Linked DNA regions of Anser cygnoides: region 2 is linked to region 1. Evidence: chromatin contacts called from public Hi-C data. All regions are on one chromosome and are shown on one strand. Each heading gives the region's core, a stretch centred on a gene start, on an enhancer-like site or on the middle of the called end of the contact. The rest is flanking DNA. Distances are from core to core; before and after follow the strand shown. Region 1 overlaps PEPD (peptidase D). Region 2 holds the start of CEBPA (CCAAT enhancer binding protein alpha).

What was found. A called contact is a pair of places that touch in the nucleus more often than the background predicts.
Region 2: a contact with region 1 is called in a Hi-C map of fetal liver, with 2.1 times the contacts expected there. The contact joins the promoter of CEBPA here to the enhancer-like site in region 1. A contact is called at or near these places in 3 of 7 Hi-C or Micro-C datasets (fetal liver and liver).

Annotation. Positions count from the first base shown.
Region 1 is chr12:10,825,937-10,828,519 of Taihu_goose_T2T_genome, reverse strand. The region is part of intron 11 of PEPD (peptidase D); the gene reads right to left. Among named protein-coding and RNA genes, the nearest start is that of CEBPG, 37 kb to the left of the region's middle. Within about 2 kb of position 1,304, at least 1 of the 3 cell types and tissues checked has open chromatin away from gene starts, as enhancers often do. A contact at or near this core is called in fetal liver, where this site is marked.
Region 2 is chr12:10,878,997-10,881,579 of Taihu_goose_T2T_genome, reverse strand. It overlaps CEBPA (CCAAT enhancer binding protein alpha), which reads right to left and starts at 1,294. Exons shown (of 1, transcript XM_048068849.2): 1 at 1-1,294. The coding sequence starts at 864. LOC125183365 (a long non-coding RNA gene) reads right to left here. Exons shown (of 10, transcript XR_010834360.1): 4 at 2,006-2,192.

The DNA of each region.
Region 1 (2,583 bases), core at 55-2,554:
CACTTTGTGGTTGTAATGTGACAATGATTAAACCACAAATGATTTAGCAGGGTTTTTTTTTGTTGTTGTAGGGTGGGTTTTTTTTTTTTTGCCAGCACAGATGTCACAATCCTACTAAAAAAATTAGTATGGCAAGGTTATAGGAACTTCTCCCCAAATTGTGCTAAGGTTAAGCTACATTGTATTTCTGAGAGTCCACAGACAAGGGCAAAAGGCCTGATGTCCCCTGGCAGTGCCACTGAAATGCAGACACAACATGCAATCCCTGTCCAGCCAACAAACCACTGGAACAGCTTAAGACCTGCCAACAGGCAGTAACCATATCAGACAAAACAATAGGTCCTTAAAAATTCTAATCAAACCCAGTTTAAAAAACAAACCAAAACATTGTTTAAATCATAGAAATGATTATTTCTTTCCTCTTCACTTGGGTGCTAGAGAAGAATTTGTTGCCTTTCTGATTTTCACGCTTTCCTTTTGGCACACTAGATCGGAGAGCAAACAGTTGCTTGGGTTTCCAGCCAGGTAAGGCAACTCTGGGCCACAGGGCATAGAAACCAAGAGCAAGAAACCAGAAGTCTGTACTCAAGCACTGACAGCATCTGGACAACAGTGAGGCTGTTCTCAGCTTCATACCACGTGTAGATAATTGCCTGTACAAGTCACAGCCAGCATCAGACAAAAAACTCATCCCTCAACCCCCCAGTAAGATGTACCTGGCTGACAGGAGCAGGAGCTGCTATAGGAAAACAGTGACGGCCCCACTACCTCCAAAATACCGACCACACCTTCAAAAGGCTGAATGAATAGCCTTGTACTCCTGGGTTGTATCATGGTATTTCTTCTGCATCAGTATCACAGCGGTTTTAGGGGGTAAAACCCATCCTCCCCACTATAAAGTCTACATATGATGCTCTAAAACACATCACAGGGATCATCAAGATCTTAAGAAAAGCAATTTCAACAGACGCAGATGTGGAGCAAGTGGAAGGATTTTTTCCATGTCTGGAAATCTGCAATATTCAGATTGAGCAGCACTGTCAGATACTACGAATTTCACTGCATGCTTCTTCCACATAGGTTTATGTTGAAAAGAGGAAAAGGCTTGGGGGAAGGCAGAAAGTGCCCAGAGGGAGTGATTGTGGTGTGGAAACTTATCAATCTTTGAAGCTTAGAAAAGACTCTGTTTAGATAAGATTCAGGGCAAACAGAATAATCTGTCTAGCAGGTTTGCACTCTGACAGCTACAGCTGATATAGTGTCAAGATCGAAAGACTCACGAACTTTGTACTCCAACTCAAATTACAACGTGTAACGTACATTTCCTGAATCCTGCACTGGAAGAAAATCAGTGCATGTCAGACCATGTAACAGGTTATTCCCCCAAAGCCACTGCTAAAATCAGGACTGTACAACGTTACAGTTGTAACGTGTACCTGTTACAAAATTAAGACAACAGGATTTATTTTTTTAAGCAGTCTTAAAACATTATTCACTTGAGAGAGGCTAGAAAACTGCCACCAATGCAGGCTCTAAGACTTCTCTTTGCTTTGTACAAGTAGCATTTTTGAAGAACCACTGAAAGTAGTGGAAAAATCCATGTGCACAGCATAGCTGGAAAGCTGCAAGTTGGCCCCTGTCTCATGGAGAAACTGCCCCCAGGACTGGTCAGAGAGCTGCACACCAGGGTGACTTCAGGGCAGAAGGGCCCAACTGTCTGGAAGTGCTTGGTTTTATACACTTGGAAATAACTCAGTGTTATTTTTGTCTTACTAATGTTGCAGTGGTCACTGTATGCATGGGTCAGCTCCTGTGTATTAGTCACAAACAGCAAAGAACGGCTCCCAGGTGGTTTGCAGTGAGACTCGCAGTCTGAAATCTTGCATTTCAACAGATCGTTGCTTGCACAGAGGGACTGGAGGATCTGCTGAATTTGACAGAAAAAAAAAGCCTTTTTCTTTCACCCCCTGCTGTAGGTTAATGCTATTCTGGGCAAGGGTAGGTTACATGTCTAACAATGAGCTCTCTGCTAAGCAATGACACCATATTTATGTAATAGTATCTTGCAAGGATCAAGGATTGCTACTTGACTGTCAGCACTGTTTGTGCATCCTTTACTTCCTTCAACTTTTATTTCTTAGGTGGCAACTGATGCTTTAGGCATTTATACTGACAATAACTGAATTAATTTACCACAGAAAGCTACATTACCTTTTTGGGTCAAACTCAGAAAGCCAGTAGTCAAAGGTAAACTTATTTATGAACCTTAATGCTAGCTAGAAAAACACAGCAAACTCCACTGAATAGAAAAGATAGAGAGCAGATTACAAATATTTTTTTATAGCATAGATTGACAAGATTTATTTTCCAATCTGTCTTTAACACAATAACACATTCTTAGCTGCAAGGGGAAAAAAAATACTGCAGTGTCATTCAGTAGGACTTTCAAATATCAAGTACTGGTTATAACATGCCCTGAAAGCATTTGTTCTTCAGGAGAATTGGTATGAAATCTTCAACTTCTGTTATTAATATTTTATGCCTGAGAATAATTTTTTTTTGCTTCAGATATTACAGCACATT
Region 2 (2,583 bases), core at 45-2,544, 53 kb before region 1:
GTTGTCGGTGGTGAGCTCCAGCACCTTCTGCTGCGTCTCCACGTTGCGCTGCTTGGCCTTGTCCCGGCTCTTGCGCACCGCGATGTTGTTGCGCTCCCGGCGCACCCGGTACTCGTTGCTGTTCTTGTCCACTGTCTTTTTCGATTTGCTCCGGTGGTCCGCGGGCATCATCTTGAGCGCGCCGGCGGCGGGCAGGCCGCCCGGGGGGTGCGGGTGGTGCGGGTGGTGCGGGCTGGGCACGGGCGTTGGGGGCGGCGTGGGGTGCCCGGGCTGGAGGTGCATGGTGGTCTGGGCGCAGTGGGCGATCTGGTACTGCAGGTGGGAGGGGTGCTGCTGCGCGGCGTGGTGGGGGTAGAGGGCCGACAGGGCCGCCGACTTGACCTCCTCCTCCTCGCGGGGCTCCTGCTTGATCACCAGCGGCCGCAAGCCCGGCGCGGCGATGCGCTCGTAGAGCGGGTCGAGCTTGCCGTCCATGTAGCCGGCCATGCAGCCGAAGAGCGGCTGCTGGTGGTGCTGCTGCTGGTGCCCCGGCGCCGAGGCGGCGGCGCCGGCCCCATGCATGCTGTGGAAGTCGAAATCCCCGGCCAGGATGGCCTTGGCTTTTTCCTGCTGCTTGCTGTGCTGGAAGAGGTCAGCCAGGAACTCGTCGTTGAAGGCGGCGGGGTCGATGTAGGCGCTGATGTCGATGGAGTTCTCGTTCTCGCAGATGTCGCCGAGCTCCGCGCCGCCCGCAGCAGGTGCCGCCGCCGAGGGAGCCTCTCTGTAGCTGTAGGCGCTGCCGGGCAGGGGAGTCTGGAGCTGGTGGTGCTGGCCGCTGCTCATCGGGGGCCGGGAATCGACCTCGTAGAAGTTGGCTTGCTCCATGAAGCACCTACAGTCTGCCGGGCATGGTGAAGGGCTCCTGCAATCCAGGTTTCGGACGGGGCGGCGGCGGCGGCTCTGCCAAGCCCGCGGCACCCCGCGGTTTCCCGGCGGCGAGCAGCACGGCGCGGCTCGGCACGACTCGGCACGACTCAGCTCGGCGCGGCTCGGCGCGCCCGGAGCCCGTCCCCCGCCCCAGCCCGGCCGAGCCCCGCTCGCTGCCTGCCTGCCCTGTTGCTAGTGGCTTGCCTGGGTCCTGTGAGCCGTATATATACACCCCCGCAGCAGGGCCGGGGATCGCCCTCTAGTGTCCACCTCCTGCCGGGAACCTTTGACCACCGCGCAGCCGGGTCTTAGCGCCCCGGCCGGGCACAGCCGCCCGCCCGCCCCCGGCAGCCGCCCCGAGCTCGGCGGGCTCCCGGCGCTGGGCTGCGCTCTCGGGGGGGGGGTCCCCGAGCTGCCCGAAGCCTCCCGGGGAGGTGCGGGGAGCGGGGCCGTCGCCCACTGCGTGCCCGGGGCCGCTCGGCGCCCTCCCACCGGCGGCGCCGCGGAGAAAGTCTCAAAGTTCAGCACCGCCCGCGAGTGCTCGCAAATATTTGGTCAGACGGGGGGAGACGCGGGGGAGCCCCGCCGGGTTTGCCGCAGGACCGACGGCGCTTTTCTAGCCGAGGGGCTTTGTGCCCGGAGCGCCCCATCCCGCCGCACCTGCGGAGCGCGGCTGGCCCGGCCCGGCCCGGCCCGGCCCGGCAGAAGCGGGGACCCGCGGATCCCGGCCCCGAGCGGCGCTAGGACCCGGCCGGGGAGCGCGCAGGGACGGGGGGCGGCGGGGGCTGCCCGGCTTGGCTCGGCACGGCTCGGCCCGTGCCGCTGGGGCCGCTCCGGCAGCTGCCCCTGCCCGCAGGCTGGCACGATGCGGGGCGGACGCTTGGCTGTGCCCCGCTCCCGGTCCCGCAGCGCGAATGGAGCAGGTCCGTGTAATTGCAGCCTGCCCGCAGCGCGGCACGGCTCCCGGCGCTCACCCGGGATAAACCCGGGGCGCGGCGGGGCGGCAGCAGCCAGGTGGCCCGGGAGGAGGCGATGCTCCAGCGGGCTGCGGCGCCCCGCGGCTCCCGGCCGCCCACCCTCCCTCCGGGGCCGCACGGACCTGCCTGCTCCTGGGCACAGCCTTCCGAGGAGCCCGGTGTGCAGCCTCAGCTCGGCAGGGGTGCGGACGCCCGGGATTTCCTCTCGCCGCCATCCCGCAGCCCGCAGACGAGGCGTATCGGGGCTCCCTCGCCTACCTCCTCGCGTCGGGAAGCCCCCTGGCACTTAGCTCTGGTGGTCCGGGTCACCTGGAAAGAGGCAGAGAGAAAGGACGTGTCAAGGCTTCTGGAGCAGGTGTAGGCAACTGCTAGAGGAACATCTGCAGAGAATTCAAACGTAGCGGTGGCTGGCAAAAAAATGCTGTATTTCTTAGTCCTGGGTGTCTTAATAAGCCAGAAACTTGTGACAGCAAGTTGCTTGCTCAGAAAGGGTTTGACAGATTCCTTGCAACTAACAGTAATTGACAAAATCTTAATCAGGAAACAATATTACAATGTACCAAGAACCCGTTTTTTTGTATCACACAGTACACATGTGAACCTCCGTTTCATGAGCAGAAGGAAGGCAGCAGTCAGCTGGCTTTCTGACCACAGAATGTACCTTTCAGTAACAATAGAAAACAATTAAAATCCTAAATTC